Regions from separate parts of the Gossypium hirsutum genome. Here regions 1 and 3 are each linked to region 2. The links are chromatin contacts, called in public Hi-C maps. All regions are on one chromosome and are shown on one strand. The core of a region is the stretch at or near the end of the contact, and the rest is flanking DNA. Distances in the headings are between cores, read along the strand shown. Region 1 holds the start of LOC107951381 (metal tolerance protein 1). Region 2 holds the start of LOC107951298 (protein NTM1-like 9). Region 3 holds the start of LOC107951382 (probable F-box protein At2g36090).

Evidence for each region. Hi-C and Micro-C count contacts between places; a contact is called where the count stands out from the background.
Region 1: a contact with region 2 is called in a Hi-C map of petal, with 3 times the contacts expected there. The contact joins the promoter of LOC107951381 here to the promoter of LOC107951298 in region 2. A contact is called at or near these places in 2 of 34 Hi-C or Micro-C datasets (callus and petal).
Region 3: a Hi-C map of leaf shows a contact between it and region 2, with 2.3 times the contacts expected there. The contact joins the promoter of LOC107951382 here to the promoter of LOC107951298 in region 2. A contact is called at or near these places in 9 of 34 Hi-C or Micro-C datasets (callus and leaf).

What each region holds. Positions count from the first base shown.
Region 1 is chrA02:42,471,085-42,475,138 of Gossypium_hirsutum_v2.1, reverse strand. It overlaps LOC107951381 (metal tolerance protein 1), which reads left to right and starts at 2,086. Exons shown (of 3, transcript XM_016886421.2): 1 at 2,086-2,323; 2 at 2,646-2,706; 3 at 3,829-4,054. The coding sequence starts at 3,829.
Region 2 is chrA02:42,110,150-42,114,522 of Gossypium_hirsutum_v2.1, reverse strand. It overlaps LOC107951298 (protein NTM1-like 9), which reads right to left and starts at 2,186. Exons shown (of 6, transcript XM_016886298.2): 1 at 1,503-2,186; 2 at 925-1,207; 3 at 548-823; 4 at 55-438. The coding sequence starts at 1,525.
Region 3 is chrA02:42,430,583-42,435,207 of Gossypium_hirsutum_v2.1, reverse strand. LOC107951382 (probable F-box protein At2g36090) reads left to right here and starts at 2,754. Exons shown (of 2, transcript XM_041083770.1): 1 at 2,754-3,762; 2 at 3,927-3,958. The coding sequence starts at 2,754. The coding sequence ends at 3,958.

The sequences.
Region 1 (4,054 bases), core at 837-3,336, 360 kb before region 2:
AATAGAATGGTTAAGAAATTTGTCTTATGATGTACCTTTATGGCCTAAGCCAATTTCACCTATTTCTATCCGTTGTGATAGTGAAGCTACTCTAGCAAAGACATATAGCCAAGTATATAATGGAAAGTCTAGACACATTGGATTAAGATATAGCTATGTCCGACAATTAATCTTTGATAGAGTGATTACTATTAATTATGTGAGGTCAAATGAAAATTTGGCGGATCCTTTGACAAAAAGTCTTGCTAGAGATGTAGTAAAAAAGACCTCAAAAAGGATAAGACTCAAGCCCATTAATTAGAGTCACTCATGATGAAAACTCGACTCAACGCTTGGTATAACGTCAAGTCTTGAGTTCAATGAGACAAAGTACATCATTAGTATGTGACTATTAGCACTATAAATAAACTCATCCTAAGATTAAAGTGCTGGGTACCCGTAATGATAAGGGAAGGATGAGTAATGTGCTCTTAATGGACCCATAACATAAATATGTTAAAGTGTTATAATTACGGGAACGCTCTTGATGGGATCTACTTATGTGAGTAGAAGTGTGGCCGCTTTAGGAGCTCAAGGGCTTGGCTCTGACAACACTCATGAAAAGAAGATACAGATACATGACCATAATAGTGTCTCTAAATACTATGCATTGACTAATGTTGAAATCATTGTGTGAGATGTGTTCAGTTAATCAAATGGAATAGTTGGTTCAAAGCTTAGTCTACCATGCAATTTCGATTAACTTTAACATATTTTCACTAAGTGGAGGTTCAATCGTAAGACACATTCATTTATGCAAATTAATTTTCAAGAATATCAAAATCTAAAATAGTTTGAAAATAGGGGGAGATTGTTGGAACATTTTCAAATATTTATAGTATTCCAATAACTATAAATGAATAAGTGTAATTAAGCAAAAGATAAATATTTTGATCATTGGTTAAAAGTTATATCATTTGATTTTTGAAAAAGAATTCTAACTATTCAAACAATAGTACTTGAATAGTTATAAAATTAAATGAATTATTATTATTATTACTATTATTATTATTTATTTATTCATAAAGACACCTATTGAAAGATGTATCTACGAATAGACATGAAAATTCTAATATATAGGAATGAGATTTCTTTTGGAAATCACAACAATAAGTTCTAAAAGTTCTTTCTATTATTCCTCATTTTCTAATATTATTAGATTGTTCTATAAAGATTTACTATAGAAATTCTTTGTAGAAATTGAATTTCTTGTTATATATTGCTTAGTGCTCAGTGGACTATTATCGTCAGTGCAAAACGCAAATAGTCATTGGCTTCATTACATCCTTAAGGTTAATTTGCTTGAAACTCGTTTGCACACCGAAGATAGGTGAAGGCGAATATAACCTTAAAGATAGTGGCTTGATATATGCTTTGGAGCCTTATCCTATTTCTTCTTTTTCTATTCGGGTTTCGTTCATGTGTTTGAGATTTTCCTAATTGGAGATTTGTACTAACATTTTCTAACTCATTTCGGTATCATCGTGGGTTGTTAGGTTAATGTCGTTAAAAATTTAATATTTTAATAAACATTTATGTTAAAGAAATGATTTGACTCATTTTGAAAAATAAAAAATTAAATTTAACTAAAAAATGACTAAATTAATAAAAATAAAAATATTAAAGGATAAATTTTACAATTATGCCAAGTATTAAATATAAAATTGGAAAGCTCCATCATAAGGAGTTTACCGACTACAAAACAAAAAAGGAAAATAAATCTTTGTACCAAAAAGAAAAAAAAACAAAAAAGGAAAACAAATCTTTGTGCCAAAAATTGCTTCTTGTTTTTTTCAATTCTAAATTAGTATTCAGCTGTTTATGTTCTGTTTGTTTTATTTTTTTTTTAAATTTTAATATGCATCAATTCATTTAGATGTGTATGGTTCTGTTTCGAGTATAAAATTTTGATATTTAAAAACAATTTAATAACTTTTTATTTATTACATTCACATTTAAAAATTAAATCAAATTAGCAATTTAATAATGATATGAATTCCAAAACAAAAAACAATATAAGCCAATAGGAACAAACCCTAAAGGGAGAAGCTATAAAAATAAAACAAAAAATTTGTGAAGCTATAAAGACTGTTCCTACAGGTACTCCAAATTCCGTCTTCAAAATTATACCTATAAATACTTAATTCAGAATTATTAACAATTGCTCCTAGTTTTGAACCAAAAAATAATAGTTCTTCTCTTTTCTTTTTGCTTTCATTGCAATCTGGTGGAGCCACTGCCATTGTTAAAACTCTCACAACCTCAAAGATTACTCCAATCCAAGGTCTTATTTTATTCTCTTTCATTTTCTTACTTTTCAACTTTGTTTTTTTATTGCAGCGAATATCAGGAATCTGGGTTTTTATCTTTTTCTCCCCACTTTTCCCAGATCCTGAAAGAAACCATTTTGATTGAAGGTAACTTTATTCGATTTCTCCAGAAAAAAATAAAAATAAAAATAAAAATTGGTTTTCCCTTAGAAGTTCGAACACCAATATTAAAAACTGTATAAATTTTCTTTTCATGTTTACTCATTCTTTATGTACGCAAAAAAGAAATATATATATGTATAGAAATTTAAATTTGTTTTTCCATATTGCGTTTAGGGATTAGTTTCCAGAAAAGGTTGCAGTAATCCAAAGCAGAAACGAAGAACGACTAAAGAAGGTAATTCTTTTTTCTTTTATTTGATTATTCGATGGTTTCTTTGAAAATTCTTTATTTCCATGCTGTAAATGACTAAATCTTTTTCGTTGAAATTGATTGTGAATGATTATTTTTGGAATTTCTTTTCATCTTTATTTGATCATAGTATTTAAAACTGCTACAATATGGATATATATATATACATGGATACATACAAGTATATATATGGGTGTATTTATGCATGCATGTATATAACACTATTTATTGTAGGCTGCCTTGTGAAGTATTTTTTTTTCTTCTCTTTCAAATAAAATATGGGATGCTATTGTGATGTATGCTGCTGAGTTTGTTTTTGATTCTTCAGTAGAATTTTAGAATCTGAAGACTTGAATAATTCCTCTCTGCCCTCTTATTTTTGTCCCCTTTTTTAATAAAAGAGTTTCAAGGCCTAACATATATGGCTGTCTTATAATTGAAAGGCAAACACTACGCAATATGCAGTTAGATAGAGTTTTAAAGGAACTCAAACATACACTCTAATGCCCTTTAAGTAATCTCCATTATCTTAAATCTTCTGCGTTACGACATAAATCTCCCATCAATGGTGCCCTTTTGCCTAACACCTGCGTCTCTGCAGTTTTCCCTGCAGTCTTTAGTGTTTACAATGACCTGATACTGAAGATGGTATTTTCTTTTTTCTTTTTTTCCATTTCTTGTTTTCTCCTTTGACACAACAAATTACTAGCTACGCTAGCAATTTTTGCCACTTTTCAAGGAAATTCATTTTGAAGCAATTGGGTATGAGAAACATAAGAAAGGATTTAGTAATCTAAGTTTTCTACAGCAATGCATTTTGGTTAAATAAATGGTGAAATGAAACTTCTATTAGGCATCTACATATAGTGGTCAGGGTACCGTTTTGTCATATGGGGAAGCGTGGGAAAGGAGGGCGCTTAAGCATCATGTGCTTGATGAGAGATATGAAGAGTATCTGTGGAAGTGAATATAACGCAGTATTTTGTTGACACAAGACTTAAGCTGTCTTAATTACTTTGATCATTCACCTCTTATTTCGCAATATCTTTCAAGTCATTGTGAATATAATAAATTATTCTCGTTGTGGTTGTTTATACTATTTTTCAGATGGAAGCGCAAAACTCTGAACAAGGACATATAATTGAAGTACATAGAGATGTTCCAGCAGTAGAGACAAGCCTGGGAAGAAATACGATTTGTGGAGGCGCACCATGTGGGTTTAATGATGCTCAAACCAGTTCTAAAGATGCTAAGGAACGTACAGCCTCTATGCGTAAACTTTTGATGGCAGTAGTGCTTTGTGTTGTCTTTATGAGCGTAGAAGTGGTTGGAG
Region 2 (4,373 bases), core at 937-3,436:
AAACAAATAATGGTTACATACAAAGGAAATAAAGGCTAGAAGTTATCTCTGTACCTGAACTGGCAACATTTCAGTGTATATGCCATTTTCTTTGACATAGGAGGTTTCTGGTGGCATTGCCTTCGAGATGAATGCATTACCAGACAAGGGCATTTCGGTTCCAGCAACCAAGTTTTTCCAACTGTTAGACTCTTCAGAAAAGTTATCATGGTTATTCAAGGCCTCATCCAACAATGGGAAAGATATATCTTGTTTGCTAGTCCCATCCTGGAAATGGAATCCATTTTGATCATGGCCAAAGTCGCTTGCATAAGGGGAATCCATGTAGGGCGGCAGATCTTCAAAAAATTGTGAGTTCATTGGCGAGAAGACTTTATAATCAATTTCATCACAATTGGGTTCATACAAGTCTGAATTGCTTCCCAAGAGCGGATATTTCTGTGTTAATAAGCAAAAAAACAGTTCTTGTCAAGAGTCATGGTATAGTCAATATAAAACAATGATGCATGCAACAATGCTAGAATATAGGTAACTTGTTGACTTCTACCAAGGTTTCTTCAGCTGCGTGATCTTCTGCATCAGAAGTCATATGACTATTGCAGCAGCTGTCACCCGTTATTTGACCATTTGGCATGGAAGTATCGGGATTCTGAGCTTGTGTCTCAGATGATATGGTATCTTGGACAAGATCCGATGATGTATCATCATCAGGAGCAGATTTTGTCATGGCAGCCGAACATACGGTTTGCTCAACCTCATCGTACTTCACAATATCATTCTTCTCTTCCGGTTTATGAAACAATCGACATTGAACAAAAGCACTCTGCACCAAGAAAAAGGGTCCAAGTCATATAGACATTCTTGTTTTTATTTGAATCAAACCCTTAACTAAGAACAGCAAGCCTAAAAATTAAGAAGGAAAACCTGGCCAGGGGCGGTGCCATCAAGGTCCTTTGTAGTGGGACGGTACTCATGCATGATCCAGTAAGTACGCTGGCCCTTGGGAGCACGGCCCTTGTAAAAAACCAAAGTCTTCTTCATGCCAATCAGTGACTTTTTAGACTTAATGGTTCGATCCTTACCCGTTGCTTTCCAATATCCTTTATCCGTAGCTCTGTTGGAACGATGGCTGTTCGGGTACTTCCTATCAAGCGGGCAAAAGAAGAACCACTCTGGATCGTCCGATTTTATCACCGACAGTCCTGTACTTAAATTCAACCATCCCAGTAATAAAAATTCAGAATTTAACTAATTTTGGAACATAAAAACTTTTTTTCGCAGAGAGGAATTTCAAAAAAAAAAAAAACCGTAAGTTTACCTCAAATTGCAAGTTGTAGGAATCGAATTTATGAAATAAAATGTATATTAATTTCATATATTGAGCGAATAAAGCAAAATTTCCAGCTGACGCTTTGGCTAAGGCTAAGGTATCAAAGAATCAAAACAATACTTAAACCAATAATTTCTTTCTTACGCAAAAGAAAAAGAGAAAAAAGAAATACCAGGCAAATCCCATGGCTCCCATTTGCAGACATCGATTTCAGGAATGACACCAACCTCGGAATGACGACCGTTGATCTTCAATCTAAGGTAATGATTGATGAGCTCCTCATCAGTCGGCCTGAACCTAAACCCTAAAGGCAACGTTTCCATCGTTAAAACTGCCATCCTTTGCTAGTTTTCAAAAAAAAAATTCTCGATTCTGAGTAAAATTGTCTTCTTCTTCTTCAGTGACTATCCAACTAGATTACTTAGGAAGGTAAATTAGTTGATTTTCAGTTGAGAGCTCCGTCAGGTCGCTTTCGTCTTAGGGTAAAGCCGCAAAGCCAAGTAAATGTGAAAAAAAAAAATCATGTGTGAGTAATCACGTGACCATGTCCGGTCCCTTTTTGCAGCCGTGTCGCTCTACCATTGGTGGAGACTGAAGCGCATTACAAGAGGAAGACGATGAGAGGCGCCCACAGCGTAGAAAAAACCCCGGTGTGGACGGCGAATTGAGCCACCCAATAATTGAGCTCCTTTTTCCTCCTTTTCCAGCGTAGGCTAAGGCAATGGAGCACTAGATCCTACACAATTACCAAAATACCCTCTCTACGCTTTTGTCACTTTTTTTTGCTTCTTGCTTTTTGGATAATACCGTCCACGTCTTTTCATTGTAATGTTGCACTGAGGAAAAGGAGCACAGTGAGTTAGCTTATCACGCAAGCCTTTTCGTATTTTTATAGTCTCAGTAAAGTTCAAGCTTTTTCTATTGGTTTTTATTAAAACAGAAAAAGGAAAAATTTATTTTGCCTCGTGCGCCCGGCTGGCTATAATATTGTGATATTTGCCCAGAAACTTTTTTTTTGATTCATTCACGTGCTTTTCTAGTGTTCTATATATATGGATTACTTGCAACCAGATTTAGATTCTAAAATTACTACTAAACTTCAAAATATATTAATTAAGGTTAAAAACTGCTCCAAGTCCTTGTATTCTTTGTACATTTGAACTTTATTCCTCTTATTTTCATTTCAATGAATTTAGTCCCTCTGCTTTTCAAATTTAAAAATATATGTTCAATTGTTAATACCATGAAATTTTCTATTAAATTCAGATTCATTGCAAATGTTATTTTCTGTTACATAATCGTGAAGTGAGACTTTCTTTTAAATTTTCAAAATATCGTGTCAACAAATTTAAAAAAAAATTAACAAATTAATAATTAAATCTAAAATTTAAAATTTAAAAAGTAAAAAGACTAAATTATTAAAAATAAAAAAATAAAGACTAAATTCTAAAAGTAAAAAAATCTTAAACTTTGACTGAAAATTGCTTATAGAAAAATTTTGATTTTTTATGATATTTGGATGATTTCACGTAATCATTTGGTTTTTTTAAAAAATCATTTTTCAAAGTTTTTAAATAAAAAATGCATAATATAAATTATAAAATATTATGGAAATATTACCGTTTGACAAACTAGTAATAACTATATTATCTCCTATAAATTTAATATTAACTTAATTTGAAGTTATAGGTATGATGTTGGATGGTGAAACACCGGAGCCAAAAGGATAAATGAAAACAAATATTCATTTATACTATTAAAATATTATTACTAAATATTTAGAAATTATCATTTATATATTTAATAACAATAAATTAATAAAAAAATATTTCAATACTATTTAAAATTTAAAATAATTATTAATATTGAAATCTATTATCAAAATAATATTATAATATTAAATATCAATATTTTAATATTTTTAAAATTAAAATTTATTGTTACTATAATAATATTTTACTCAATTTTAAATATTATATTACTTATAAGGGAGTTTTTTTTCTTAAAAAGATGGTCTTATGTTTTTTGAAAGAAGACAATTTGTCAAAAATAGTCCTTAAAATATGCAAAAAAAAATCAATTAAGTTTATGCAGTAAATTTGCACTCAATTAAGTCATTTCTATTAACTAAAATAATCAATTAAGCCCATCCGTTAACAATTCCTGTCATTGTTCACGTTGACCGTTAAAATAAATTGATGAACTAATCAAATGGTGATATGCTGCAACTTCTGGGTTAATCTAATATTTTTCTCATTAAAATATTGAAAACTAATATTTTTCCCATTAAAATATTAAAAAATTATAAAAATCAGAAAAAAATTATAAAAATAGTAAAAATATCAAAAAAATATAAAAATTAAAAAATATATGAAAATTGATTTAAACTTTTAAAAATTATAAAAATTAATAAATACTATCAAAAATATAATAAATCTAATAAATTATAAATTAATAAAACATATTTAAAATTTCATAAAAATGTATTAAAATTCTATAAAATCATAAAAAGAATAAAAAGTATTAAAATTTATATAAAATCATAAAAACCTGAATTGAATCGGATCAATCAATTGGACTGATTAGATCGAAATCAACAAGGGTATTGATTCAAAGAAAACTATTAGACCGTTTGACTTGGGAACCAAACCATTAAACTAGTTTTTTTTTTTATTTTTAAATGTTTTAGTCCAACTAGCAAATTGGTGGCTTTACTAGTTCAACCACCAATCCAATTCTAAAAACCTTGGTTAGAATATTTCATTCTGACATATGCTAATAGTTGGAGAATAAAATTTTAGTTTGATAAAAAAAATTTAAAAATAAAAAATCGATTTGATCGATTGATTCCTATGTCAATTGGTTTAATGGCTTTCCCCATAGTCGAATTTGAGCAAACTGGTCCAGCTTATGTTTTTTATAATTTCTATGAGTTTATATTAATTTTAATATTTTTATAATATTTTTTTGGTGAATTACAATAATAAGGCAAAGCTCGAACAACCAATGCGACTAGCACGACTCAAACCAGGTCACACCTGAG
Region 3 (4,625 bases), core at 1,505-4,004, 320 kb before region 2:
ATTGGTGATCCACTAGCAATATGCGTTTGCCCTATCGCCTCCGACCCCCATATGCCTCTAGTATTGAAAACGTCATATTTGACGGGGTCGACCGAAACACAAAATCGATATTTCAGTGATAATACTCTCATCTGGTTGGATCCAATGAATTTTTACCTAATTTTTCCTCACAGCTCTATCAATTGTATGTTCGGGTTAAAATCCAATCGCGTTGTATTCTCCGATAAAAAATGACCCTATTCTTAGTGTCACAGGCTTCACCGTCGTAATAAACAATAGAATTAATTTCTCCACTCATTTTCAATGAAATAACCTGTCCCACATGTTCAAAACAAAATCATTATGCAGAAAAATAATGTTGTAATTATATATGAATAAAAATCGATCCTTACTTTATGCAATTGCATGGTTGCTCCAAATTATACCTTATGAAATGCCTTGTAAACTTTCTCTTCTTCCGATTCTTCTTGCAATTTTGTTTGTTCAAAAATTCCTTATGCCACTCAATGCTAAAAGCCATCCTTTTATAGAGTGTGGGTGAGTGGCAATTGATTCAGAAAAATTTCCTAGGTAAGTGGGAAGTTTGCATGCGTTGAATTTTGTAGAGGGAAAATGCCCCACGTAGGACGCGTTTTCAATGCATTTTTCTATAGTGCATTGAAAACGCGTCCTACGTGGCGTTTTCCTTCTACCACTTTCAACTCCTACAATATCCCACTCATCCATCAGATATCCTGGGATTCCCGGGAAAATATTTTCTGAAGAAATCTGATCGACCTCAACCCCTCGTAAAAAATTGCACTGAAAAATCTAATCGACCTCAACCTCCTGTAAAAAAATATGATCAAAATTCAATTGCATTTGAAAAAAATCAAAAAAATACAAACTAAAAGTTAATCGAATCGAGTAGTTCGAGTTTCGATTTTGAATCGAATTAAATTTTATAATTTGAATAATTCGAATATATGATTGGTGTAAATATGATTTTTTTTGTAAATATTAAATTAAATAATTATTAAAATTACATCTCAAAAAATTATAAAAAAATCTAAAGAATTATTACATAAATTGTTGTATCGATTTTTGTGACTAGCAATAGAACAATGAACAACAAACAAAAACTAAAGAACACCAAATATGTTTATGCAATTCGTGAACCACCTATGTTAGGCTTCACTCAAAGTTGAATCCACTAAAAAAGCTGAATACAAGTGCTAATTTAAGATTAATCAATCCATGGATTATTGCAACCTTGTCTCCTACACTTCATGTAAGTTCTCTCAACACTCGACCTCTCGTATTGAAGTTGGTAAAATCACTCTCAATCGATGGACAGTTTTCTTTCTATTTACACCAGTGAAATGGGTTCCCAAGATGAACTATGTAGTGTTTTATTATTTCCTCCACAATGGAGGATGAAGCTTCCATTAAAATACTTCAAGCGCTATCGTAGTGATAAAATATCCTTGAAATGAGAATAAGATAGCTTTAAAATTATATCATATTGCTTGATATCAATTTGTCAATCTTGTCCATTAATATCCTCTTAATAAAGGATAGTAAAAAGTTCATAAATCTTGAACTTAGAATAAAAATCAATCTTAGTATAAACAAATCAAGATTACCGACAAACAATTTTGCACCAACATATTATAGTAGGGAATTCCTTCAAATTCTTCACCATTTTTAATAAAGGAGGAGAACTGTGTCTAACAGAAGATTAGGGTCCATGTCCAACCTACTTGAAACTAATGCATTGCCACTTGGCAAATTCAAAGAGCTTTTGCCTTGAATTTCACGTATTTTGGTTTCCTTAATGTTTATGGGCAACTATTGTACCTAAATATATAGAAGCCTTTAGCTTTGAATCAATTAAACTGGTTAATTGCAGTTTTGCTTCTAGTTAATGAAATTCGTCCACAATAAAGAGCTTCCATTTCTTTCACAATAGTGCCAAAATGTTGGGCAGCTTTCCTTTTTCGTCCGTAACAACCATTCCCCACGAATTACATGAAGTTCTATGCAACCAACATTTTGATCCCATTCTCTCAACCCTAATAATATAAATTATTAAGACTATTTAATTATTTGATGATGTCTTAAGAATGAATCAATCAAATTAAGTTAAAAGTTGATTTGTTTTTGTTAACTAGCATATAAATTTTTATATACTTAGTGAACGTTATGACACTTGTTAACAAATTTGATTACCTGTTAAAAAAAAGTATTAATTATAAATTTATATACTAAAGCATCCAACACTAATAAAAATTTAAGATGGATTTTTTTTTTGAGCTGAATTGATTGATGGGTGATTAGGGAATAATATGAATAATAGCACAGATGAACCTCTCACTTATCTTTCATTTAATATGATAAATGACTTTTCAACTTCACAAAGCCATCACTTAATTACGGGCTTAGGCAGTCTAGTATAGAGGTTACAACTTAATAGCTTGGACGAACCTAATGGTGTTTTCCATTTAAAGAATTTGGCTGTTTGAACTTGGCAAAGTTTCAAAGTTGGCAAGCCAACCCTGCAGTTGGCGGTTCACTATCTTTGGCCTAATTGTGGATTGTCCCACGGATTTATGGAAGAAATTTAAACCCTGTAAAACGCGGCTACTGACTTGTATCACGTTGGTCAATGGTGTGTTTCATGGTCATACATCATCTCTATGGACGGCTAGATGGGTCAAATGACTGTTATATAAACAAGTGGGAGCGTATCCATAGTAGGCAAAAAAAAAATGATGGAGCATTTGAAATGTGATTTGAAGTGCTTAAGCAGGGATATCCTAGCTGATATCATGGCTCGACTAGATGGTTCAACCCTGGCCTCAGCTGCCTGCACATGTTCTGACCTTCGAGGCATAGCTCGAAACCAAAGGTTATGGAAGCAATTGTGTAATTCCACATGGCCTTCCACTGCACTCGACGAAGCCCAACACCTTATTTCATCATCAACGGATGGTTTTCGCAGATTCTATGCTGATTCTTATCCTCTTATTTCGAATGATCACAAAGATGCCAACAATTACTTTCCTATACAACCAACCCTTATTTCCCCGTCTAATTTTGCTTTGTTTATAGATGTTTATTATAGAGAAAAATGTACTACTTCCAGTGTCTTAGACGGCATACCAATGGAAACCGATTTCGGCCAAGATGATGACACAACAACTGGTCTTATGAGTTGGGTATTGAACTGTCCATTCAAAGTGGTACCCTCAGATATTAATGATGAAGATATCGAAGACGGTGACGATGGACATGACTTCATATCACTTGTGGGAAAAGCAGATGATCGTTGCAATGAACTAAAAGAAGGGATTCGATTAAGTTGGGTGTTATTAGACAAGAAGAGAGGAAAAGCTGGAAATCTATCAAGCTGGAAGCCATTGTCGGTGAAGAAAATATGGGCTTCCAATGGTGACTATATTCTACATTTTGGGTGCATTATCCCAGTCCAAGAGAGACTACAACTGCCTCACAACTTGGCCAAGTGTCTTATAGTGGCAAGATGCAACATAGAGGAAAAACATGGGTATTTGAGATCGAAAGAGGTTAGTATGCACATTGAGGACACTAGTGGAGCATATGTAAATGGTGGCAAGAGTTTAATCATCTTAAACCAAGCTCTATATTGCTCGCGAAGTAATAATCGTCATGCTGTTAAAAAGGGTTACATACAATTTGAGGGACGAAAGCAAGAGATTATAAGGAAAAAGAAGCTCGAAGAAACCATGGCTGATTGGCTTTGTATATCTTTTGAAGTAGTAATCCTCTTAATTTTAGGGTACCGAATTTTACCCATTTATTATATGGTCCAATGACAACTTAAGTAACCATTGCAAAGCACACTGTTTCTAGGACAAATAATTATTCATGTTAAACTGTGTTTTAACTTGTTTCATCAATTACAGACTGTTACGATGTTGCAATCCACAACCTTTGACAAATCAAAATGAAAATTTGAGAGTTTCCCAAGTTAAATGATGTTGATGGGTTTGGTCCAGCCTATGGATTTGGGCACATATATAGGATTGAATTGGGTACGGCATACTTATTGGAGAAGAGGGTATCCATTTTAAGTAGGGTTTAATGAGAGGCTCATTCTTCGTAATGGGCTGATAAATTTAAGAATATATCTATATTATATTTATACATCTATACTATACTAATAGTAACCTAAAAATGTTAGATGTGGCGTTTTTAAAAAATATATATATGTCAGAGTGGAAATTATTTTCAAAAATTAAAAAATTAAATATTCTAAAAATTAAAAAAATTAATATTAAATGTATTAAAAGTTCAAGAAATCTATAAATATATATATATATGAAAATTTGTTAAAAAGTGTAAATTATAAAATATTATTAAAAATTTCAAAAAGAAATTAATATCTGTAAAAAATTATTAAAATTTTGAAACCATTCATTTTCAATTCACACCCAAACTAGAAACCGAGTTCTACTAATTAAAACCCATTGGTTTAACTTTGTGATTTCATTATGATTAGTAAATAGAAGGAAAACCTACTTGAAAAAGAGAATGTCGTGGTCAGTCAAAATAAAAAGAATGAAGAAGGAAATAGGGCTTTTTTAATAAAAATAACCTTAAAA